Regions from separate parts of the Oryctolagus cuniculus genome. Here region 1 is linked to region 2. A link is a contact called in public Micro-C data. All regions are on one chromosome and are shown on one strand. The core of a region is the stretch at or near the end of the contact, and the rest is flanking DNA. Distances in the headings are between cores, read along the strand shown.

Region 1 (4,642 bases), core at 893-3,392, 100 kb before region 2:
TGAGAGAGAGAGAGAGAGGTTTTCATTACTGTAACTGTAAAATACCCAAGAAAAAGTTTTTAGGAAGGATGGTGGTTTATTTCAGTTTACAATTTAGAAGCTCACATTCCTAGATAAGGTATTTTCATTAGTCTGGTGTCTGGCCCAGCCCTAGCTGCTGTGGCCATTTTGGGAGTGAATCAGCGGATGGAATATATCTTTGGCTCTCCCTCTCTCTCTGTCACTCTGCCTTTCAAATAAATAAATAATCTTTTTAAACTTTTTAAGTTAGAATGACACCTTTTCCTGAGTTGGTGAAGGAAAGAGGTCCGTCTATCCAATGTCTGCCTTCTGAATTTGCCTAATGCCTTTTGCTTTTCTTTAGCTTCACTTGATTGGATCCAAGTTAAACATTTTTCGTGATAACACACCATACTTGATGTATACTCTGCTGGCATTCCAACAGAAAACACATAACAATTAATGCTAAGATTTACCACTGCCATAGGGTAGTTAGATGTTAATAACTTCTTTATGCAGCTAACTTTTCCCTTAAAACCAGAAAGTAATCTTTGTGGTACTTAACCTGGTTAGCGCTTAGTTTTCTTATCTAAAATACGAATAAAGAGTTGTTGAATGGATTAAGTAAATTAATGTATTTAAAACACCCAGGAGAATGTAAGCATTTAAATGAAGTAGCATTTATTATTTTGGTTGCAACTACATCATCAGAGAATGTAGGGCAGAAGAACAGAAAGTTCCTCCCCTTGAGTTCTCAACTCTTATTTCCCTTTGCTAAGAGGGAGGCAGGTCATTTTGTCATCAACAGCCCAGGCTGAAAGTTTGTCCTTGGGGCTACAACAGATTACATCTTTAGAGAATGTACTTCCATCATTTTTTCTATTTAATAGCTACCACTTGTGGAAGGTTTAGTACATACAAACATTTCACTAAACACTTTACAAGCGTGTTCATATTTCATTCTTCCATCTGCTTACACGAGTAAGAATTATTACCCATACTCTTCAGATGAGAAAACTGAGGCTCAGAAAGACCAACTTGCCCAAGCAGCACAGCTAGTAAGCAAGCCGACGGGACTTAAAACCCGGATACTTGCAGTTGATACTGCAGGGTAGCGGGTAAAACCGCCGCCTGCAGTGCCTGCATCCCATATGGACGCAAGTTTGAATCCCGGCTGCTCTTCTTCCGCTACAGCTCTCTGCTATGGCCTGGGAAAGCAGTGGAAGATGGCCCAAGTCCTTGGGCCCCTGCATCCAGGGAAGAAGCTCCTGGATCCTGGCTTCTGATTGGCCCAGCTCCAGCAGAGTGAGCCAGCAGATGGAAGACCCCTCTCTCTGTCTCTCCCTCCGTCTGTAACTTTGCCTCTCAAATAGATAAATAATAAGATTTATTAAAAAATAAAAAACTGGGTATTCTACTATATTCCCTGGGCTTAAAGGGACTCAAACACTGTAAGTAAAGCGGTTTGCACTTGGCCTTATTGCTTTAAGAAATTATCATTTCTCACTTGTCACCTCCTCGATAAGCATTCTGTGTCTTTAAAGTTGAACTTATCCCTTACCTGTTTCATTTTTCTCCCTTAGTACTTTGGTCCATCTAACCTAATACATATCGCTTTTATTATGTCTTATCCAATAAAGTATCAATTTCATGAATACAAGGATTTTTGTCTGCTTTGTTCACTGTTTTTTCAGCATTTATAGTGGCTCCTGTCACACAGCAGAAGCTAATTAGGTAGCCGCCCAACGAAAAGAATCACGTATTTCCGGAAGTATCAAGAGTCAGAATTAAATGGGCGAGTTTTGAGCCTCGTAGGGTCCCGTAGCACCCGCCATTTCCGCCTACCAATAGGTGACGGAGAGAAAGAGAAGCCCCGCCTCTCACTCGGCTGCAGCCCGCGAGGACTTCTGAAGCGGTTGCGGCTGTTTCGTATTTCCGAGGCGACGGCGCTCGTTGTGTGCGTCATTTCCGGGCGGCGGGGCGGAACGGAGTGGCCAACGGCCTGCAGAGCAACATGCCCAAGTGAGTGGGGTGTGAAATTTGAGGGTGGTCGCGGTGGATGTTGGTGGTCCTGTGGGAGAGCGGAGCTCGTGTCCTGATTCTTGAAAGCCTCGGGGGTAGAGCGGATCTGGGAGCGGGGAGGGTAGTAGGGGCCGGAGCTCTGGATAGCGTTTTTAGGGTGGCGGTCGACCCGCTTAAGACAACAACAAATCTCTGCTTTCTCTCTGGACGCTTTGTTTGACACCTCCGAGGCCTCAGTAGGTCGGGGTGCGTTTCTTTTGTTTGTTTTTTACTCTTAGTTAATGGCGCTTCTGCGGGTGACTGCTTGTCATCTATCTTCCACCTCTTTTCAGGTTTTACTGTGACTACTGCGATACGTACCTCACCCATGATTCCGTAAGTATCGTGTCTTTTCGTAGTTTGAAAACGTCGTATGTGCAATAATTAAATCATATTTTTTGTAGATTGCGAGTTTGAGTCTGCCGAGGTTTTAAGGCCTACTGCTTGGAGAAAATAATTGGAGATGTTTTATTCCGCCCCCTCCATCTTGGGACGATATTCATAAGTTGAGGACATTTGCAAGAGTTAGTTTTCCAGCAGTCAGTATATTTTCATTGGAGACCCAAAATAATAAAGCTTTAGCAGGTTTGAAGATAAAAAAAAATTAAAAATTCCTGGAGAGTGTCCATAAAGATAAAATATTTGGCTCTGTCAGGTTACTCAAATGTTTGATTAAAATGAAAAGAAATGCCTTGACTCGAGCCAGAGTACTTTGCCTGAAAACTAGCAGATGACTGCAGCAGTTAAGAGTGAGTGGTTTTTTTTCTTTTTTTTTTGTGAGGCAGTGTTGCAGATATTTTCCAGGTATCACTTAACGCTCATATAATCCTGTGAGGGAGGAGGCTGAGGTAGAGGATGGCTAAAAACTACTGGTGTCACAAAGCCAGAGAATTGTACAGAGCTGGAAGGTGAGTCCAGGCAGTCTAATTCCAAAGCTAATGATTCTAGAAGGTAGCAGACATTTTGGTTCCAGGGCCCCTTTACAGTCTTAAAAATTACTGGGTTAAATTAAGAAAAAAAATTTATTATTTTAAAGACAGATCAACAGAGAGAGAGATCTTTCACCTGCTGATTCCCTGCCCAAGTAGCTGCAACAGCCGTGGCTGGGCTGAGCTGAAGCCATGAGCTTGGAGCTCCATCTGGGTCTCACATCTGGGTGGCAGGGCCCAAGCACTTGGGCCATCTTCCACTGATTCCCCAGGTGTATTAGCAGGGAGCTGGATGGGAAGCAGAGCAGGTGAGACTGGAACCAGTGCTAAAACAGGAAGCTGATGTTGCTGCAGCAGCTTTATCTGTGCTGCAGCATCAGCCTTTAATAGTCTTTAGATAATCGTAGGTGTCCTTCAGTACTTTTAGATTACTGCACTAAAACTCCGTACATGGTCAGTGGCAGTGTGCAGCCTTAAACTGTGTCAAACTTTTCATGCTGTTTCAGTGAAATTCAGTAATCTGTGTTGCTCTTTAAAGGACGTTTAACAGTGTGTGATTCTGAAACATACATTGGTCATTTGGAAAATATTGTTTCACTGTGTCATACAGGTCTTCCAGTACATTTATATAGTATTAAAAATTCACATTCATTAGTGCTACAATCCAATTAGAACTAAGTACTGAGCAATTGCCAAACTTATGGTGGCAGATTTTCTAAAATTGCAATTTTTGCTTCAAAGTTCAAATTTTATTATTGGTAACAAATACAATCAGTTGCTTTCCTTGATGTGACAGGCTCACTTCATCCATTTGTGAGAAGTCCAAGTACTTGTATGTCTGGATTTTAAAAATGTTTTGTGTCAAAATAAATACAGCTTTTTATGGGTATGTAAAGTGGTTAAGATGTTGGTCAGGACACACATCCCGTATCAGAGTGCCTGGGTTTAAGTCCTGGCTCTGCTTCCAATTTCTGCTTTCTGCTACGGTACACCCTGAGAAGCCTAAGGGAGTGGCCCAGGTATTTGGGTCTCTGACACCCACATGGGATACCCAGGTTAAGGTACCAGCTCCTTGTTTTGGCTTGGCCCAGTCCTGGTTGTTTAGGGCATTTGGGGAGTGAAACAGTGGTTGGAAGTTCTCTTGTTTGCTCTCTTTGCCTTTCAAATAAATAAAATAACTTTTAAAATTAAAAAATAAATCTTTTAATTCCATCTTCCATGAGCTTTTTAGAGTACCCTTAAATAGTTTGTTTCTTAATCATTCTTTCAAATAAAAGTGGTGTTCCATCAAAGAGGTAGCCACCTTTGATGGTAAAGCTCACAACTTGAAAAGCATGCCTGATTTTCTTTTTTTTTTAATTAAAAAATTTTTTTTAATTTTTATTTTTTTGACAGGCAGAGTGGACAGTGAGAGAGAGAGGAAGGTCTTCCTTTGCCGTTGGTTTACCCTCCAATGGCCACTGCGGCCGGCGCACCGCTGTGATCTGAAGCCAGGAACCAGGTGCTTTTCCTGGTCTCCCATGGGGTGCAGGGCCCAAGCCCTTGGGCCATCCTCCACTGCACTCCTGGGCCATAGCAGAGAGCTGGCCTGGAAGAGGGGCAACCGGGGCAGAACCTGGCACCCTGACCTGGACTAGAACCCAGGGTGCTGG
Region 2 (5,252 bases), core at 2,121-4,620:
CTCCTTCCTGCTCTCCCACATGAGTGGCAGCGAGTCCAAGTACTCGGGGCATCTGCTGCCTTCCATTAGCAGGAGCTGGATGGGAGTGGAGCAGCCAGGACCCAAACTGACACTGCAGAATGGGATGCCAGAGTTGCAAGCAGCAGCTTAGGCCACTGTGTCACAATGCTGGCTCCAGTATTTGACATTTTGCAAAACAAAACAAAAACCTTGTAAAAACTTATTAATTTTATAAGTTATATGTGTAGAGAAAACACCTGGGATCATATACATTAAAGTATTGGCAGTATATACCTCTTGGTGGCAGGGCGATGAGTTTTCTTTTTACTTATTCACATTTTCTATACTATAACAATGTATTAATTAGTTTATTTCCTCTTGAGTTAGAAATGTAGAGGCCAAGACAAATTTATTAAATTTGTGTGGTCAGGCTGGAGCTCTGAAAAGGGGAAGGAACAAAAAGAGACTTACTGCATCTTCTGAATCTCATCTTCATCCACTTTCTGCTTCTTCTCTTTCTTTTCTTTGGTATCGATTTTCAGTTTTTTGGCTGCAGGAGTAAGTAATGACGCGTCTTCCCTTTCACCTGCTGTTAAATCGGAGACGTCCTGACTTTTGAGCTGGGAAGATGAAAAGAACTCTATTATATATTTGTCCTACTTTCCAGGCTTGGCTAAGGTTAAGACATCATCCTCATAACACAACAGATCCACTTATTGTGTAGTTTTTTTGTCCCAGAACTGACTGTTCCACCCAGTATAAGATACAGTATCTCTCCTCAAGGAAGGTTAGTTAGGCTGTAGAAAGAACCAGTTAAATAATCTAGTTTTCCAGTTTAGCTATGATCACAGCTTCAGTGTCTGTATACAAGGATAAAGAAATGGCCAAGATCATGAAAACCACTCTCTCCATGGACTCTCTCTCCTGCTCATTCCTTACAGGGGATGTCACCAAAGCCCTCTCCAGCCAGCCAGCTCTTCTCCTCTGGATCCAAAGATATTTTTACTATTGACGATTCAATTTAGAAAGATTATTAAAAAGGAGGCCCTGGAGTGAAAATCTGAGATGCTGGTTGGGATGTCCATGTCCCCTATTAGAGTGTCTGAGCTGTTTTGGGCATTTGGAGTGTGAATCAGCAGATAGGCCATTTTTTTTTTCTAATAAGTACATTCTTTGAAAATCAAAAATATGTAGGGGCCAATGCTGTGGCATAGTGGGTTAAGCTGCTGTCTGCAGCACTGGCATCTCATATGAGTGCCAGTTCAAGTCCTGGCTGCTCTACTTCTGATCCAGCTCCCTGCTAATGTGCTTGGGAAAGCAGCAGAAGATGGCCCAAAGATGGCCCAAGTCCTTGGGCCCCTGCACCCATGTGGGAGACCTGGAAGAAGCTACTGACTCCTGGCTTCAGCCTGGCCCAGCTCTAGCCACTGTGACCATTTGGGGGAATGAACAGGCAGATGGAAGCTTGCTCACTCCCCACCCCCCACCCCCAACTTTGTGATTCTGACTTAAAGAATATTAATAAATATTTTACATACTTACATGCATTATGTTACATATTTAAAGCTAATCCACAGTGCTGGCCCCAACATAATCAATTTTTATCGAAAGGCAGAGTTACAGAGAGAGGGAGAGACAGAGTTCTTCCATCTGCTAGTTCACTCCCCAATTGGTCACAACCACCAGGGCTGGGCCAGGTGGAAGCCAGAAGTCCTACATGGGTGCAGGTGCTCAACTTGGGCCACCTTCAGCTGCCTTCCCAGGCACATCAGCAAGGGCCTAGACTGGAAGCGGAGCAGCCAGAACTGAACCAGTGCCCATATGGGATTCTGGGGTTGCAGGTAGCTTAACCTGCTGTGCCACAATGCTGGTCTTTGATTAATTTTTTTTTTTTTTTTTTTTTTTTTTTTTTTTTACAGGCAGAGTGGACAGTGAGAGAGAGAGAGACAGAGAGAAAGGTCTTCCTTTGCCGTTGGTTCACCCTCCAATGGCCGCCGCGGCCGGCGCGCTGCAGCCGGCGCACCGCGCTGATCCGATGGCAGGAGCCAGGTGCTTCTCCTGGTCTCCCATGGGGTGCAGGGCCCAAGGACTTGGGCCATCCTCCACTGCACTCCCTGGCCACAGCAGAGGGCTGGCCTGGAAGAGGGGCAACCGGGACAGAATCTGGCGCCCTGACTGGGACTAGAACCCGGTGTGCCGGCGCCGCAAGGCGGAGGATTAGCCTAGTGAGCCGCGGCGCCGGCCTAATTTTTAAAAATGTTTCAAAAGCATCATAATTCTATCCTCTGCTGGCTCCAAACTTCTATATTGTAGTGAGCTCCTTTAGTGGACCATGCTAATTATTCAATTCCTTTGCGTCCTTGAGACCCATTTTAACTTTTCCTTCTTCAGCTTTGTCAACTGTCTTCTCTTTTTCTAAAAGCTTACCGTGTATGTTTTGGTGACAAGGCTATCCATCTAACGTTCAGTCCATGAGCTCTTCAGTTCCTTCTGCCTCTAAGATCCTAGAAATTCTCTCTTTAGAAAAGGAACCCACAGGACGCTGAGATTCTGGTCGCGATTGTTGCGCGGTTAGGCAACCCTGCTGAGCTATCCTGAGAGCACAGCTGATGGATTTGGTGTTTTTACGTTATAGAAACCCCTGGACATTAGCACGGAGGACACTGCAGCAGCTGGATGAGAATATGACTTCAAAGTCTCCCGTTAACAGATCTGATCAACTCTGCCTCCTGTAAAGACGAAAGCTGTACTTAAACAACAATTAACTAAGAGGACCTATAGTGCGGTGAAAGGCGCGCTGGGAATCCTGGATTTTGGCTCTTGCACTAAGTCTCGGGATGACAGTACCGACTTCATCAATAGGAAAACCAAGAAGCTATTTAAAATTCACTTAGATGTAGCTTTAATCCCGAAAGGCAAGGACTAAACATATTAAAACCTAATGCTCGAGTCTCTGGAACCAAACCAGCACCACAGTTTTGTTGCTCCTCCCACACTCCCCGGACGGCAGATCTAGAGGGAATCGTGGCGAGCTCCGGGTAACACAATCCCGGCGTATGCCTCCAACCTCAGTCACACTTCTCTGCCTACCTCGCCTTCCTCCGCTGCCGCTTCTTTCAAGTCCGCGTCTCCGTCTCCGTCCGCTTCCTCCGGGATCCCGTCCGTGTCCGCAGTCCCCGGGCCCCCAGGAGCAGCAGTCGTCTCGTCTGACTCCCCTGCTTCCCCACCTTTGTCCGCAGGAGACTCGCGGGCATTGTCCATCACAGCTAGAACGGCAAGGGGAGGAGATCGCGGTGCTGTCGGCCGCGGAGCTCCGGACCTCGCGCGGCACAGTGGGCGCTTACTTCCTGTCGTCGCACCGCGATGTCGTCACCACTACTGGTCCTCGGAAGGGCCATGGGGGGCGCGCGGAGCACCTGAGGGCTCCGTTTGAATCCTGGGTGGGTGGTGCTGGAGAGAGAACGCTGAGGGTGCAAAGTCCCCTGTGGATCCGTCCTTGGAGACCAGCACCTGTGAAGAAGTGCAGTTGTGCTTCCTGAAGGGTTTCTTTTTCCTTTCCGTCGTTCTAAGAATGCTTTGTCAGTTAACCTCTTCCTCAAAGTTGGAGGACCTGGGAGAAAACTGCTCCTTTTGTACGCGGCTGTCGCGTAACCTTGGGGTAGCAAACTTTCAGGCAGGGACTCAACCTCCTTTATTTCACCTGGACAGACTGCGGGCCTGACTTTACATTGAATTGCCACCATTTCCCCTCTACGAATATTTCACGAGCACCTTAAAAAAAAAAAGTCCTATTGCTTGAGCAGTGTTTATCCAACCCATTCATTCACTCCACGAGTGTTGACTGCCTGTTTCTGAGTCCGGAGCAGCGCTAGTACAGGGAAAAAACATTTTCTACCGAATTAAATGATTTTTCCAGTTCGCCAGTGCTGAAAATCGGGATAGGTTTCTCAAGCCTGACTTCTGTTACCCACTCAGTCTCATCATGAGGAATCCCTACAGGGTGGGAGGTCTCTCCTTTGAGCGCTTCACTTTAATGAGCCATTTCACGGATTGGGATGGTGAAGGGGCTAGGATATTTCTGCTTTTAAAATGTCCTGCCTTTTTTCATTGAGGCACGCGGAGGGAGGGGCAGGGCGTTTTATTCACCTCTGTATTACCAGGCTCCCGCACCTGTTACATACTGCTTTATGCTTAAAGAACGGACTTGGAAATGTAGGTGCGTATTACCATATTTCTCTCTTTGTTTCCACACCGCCGGGACGAATTACCGTATTTCCTGTCCCGTGAGCTCCCAAAACCTTTGGAAAAGAAGCGCACTTTGGAGGCGTACACAGGTGGGTCCCCTTTGTCCCTTTCCACTTCTTCAATGGGTACCCACATGGCACTGCCCCATTGACCCCCAAGTCCTGTCCTGACACACCAAGGTCCACCTGCACAGGGACGCGGAGCCCCGCCCAGCTAGGTGGGCAAGGGGGCGGGGCATGGGGGCGCGGTGACGCGTGACGCCGGATCCCGGAAGTGACGCGCTCGTGGGGAAAAGGCGGGGGGGGAGGGGGGTGGTGTCCCCGGCCGGTTTAGGGGGTGCGTTGCCCGGAGACGGAAAGTTTGGGAGCCGAGCCGGCTCCACGGTGGCCCCGGGGTGGGGGGTCCTGGGGTGGCGGCCCTGGGGATGGGGAAGGAGCAGGAGCTGCTGGAGGCGGCCCGCACCGGGCACCTCCCGGCCGTGGAGAAGCTGCTGTCCGGGAAGCGGCTCTCCTCAGGCTTCGGGGGTGGCGGCGGCGGCTCCTCTGGGGGCAGTGGCGGCGGCGGCGGCGGCGGCGGCGGCCTCGGCTCTTCCAGCCACCCTCTCTCCAGTCTGCTCAGGTGGGTACGCGCCGGGGCCCGGCAGCCGCCTGGAGACCCCCCCCCCGCCCGCCCGTACGTCTTTTAGGTCCCTGGAGAGGTCGGGCTCCCGAGACCCGGCGGGGTGGGCTCGCGGCGTACTCGGGGAGCGAGGGCAGGCGGCCGGCGGGACAGGAAGCCGGAGGGGGCGCGGGTCCGAGTTGGCGCGGCGCTCCGCTCTCCTTGTCTCTCGGTCCTGACCCGGGTGCGAAGAATGGTGGGAGTGCCCAGGTGGCCGCTCCGCCGCATGGCACAGCCCGGCGTCACCCTCGCCCGCTGTGGGATGCCAGCTGTCGTTGCTTCACAAAAGCCACTTGAGAGCAAATGATCTGTGTGTGTGTATGGGACCTCCCTCACCTCCTGCAGAAGCT

The links. A called contact is a pair of places that touch in the nucleus more often than the background predicts.
Region 1: a Micro-C map of ear pinna shows a contact between it and region 2, with 5 times the contacts expected there. The contact joins the enhancer-like site here to the promoter of TAF11 in region 2. A contact is called at or near these places in 2 of 6 Hi-C or Micro-C datasets (ear pinna and an unstated tissue).

The regions. Positions count from the first base shown.
Region 1 is chr5:134,653,436-134,658,077 of mOryCun1.1, reverse strand. SNRPC (small nuclear ribonucleoprotein polypeptide C) reads left to right here. Exons shown (of 11, transcript XR_011388701.1): 6 at 1,695-2,022; 7 at 2,355-2,397. Among named protein-coding and RNA genes, the nearest start is that of BLTP3A, 27 kb to the right of the region's middle. Within about 2 kb of position 2,142, at least 2 of the 8 cell types and tissues checked have an H3K27ac peak or open chromatin away from gene starts, as enhancers often do.
Region 2 is chr5:134,549,101-134,554,352 of mOryCun1.1, reverse strand. It overlaps TAF11 (TATA-box binding protein associated factor 11), which reads right to left and starts at 3,370. Exons shown (of 4, transcript XM_008262799.4): 1 at 3,091-3,370; 2 at 472-620. The coding sequence starts at 3,261. ANKS1A (ankyrin repeat and sterile alpha motif domain containing 1A) reads left to right here and starts at 4,508. Exons shown (of 23, transcript XM_051855747.2): 1 at 4,508-4,863. The coding sequence starts at 4,670.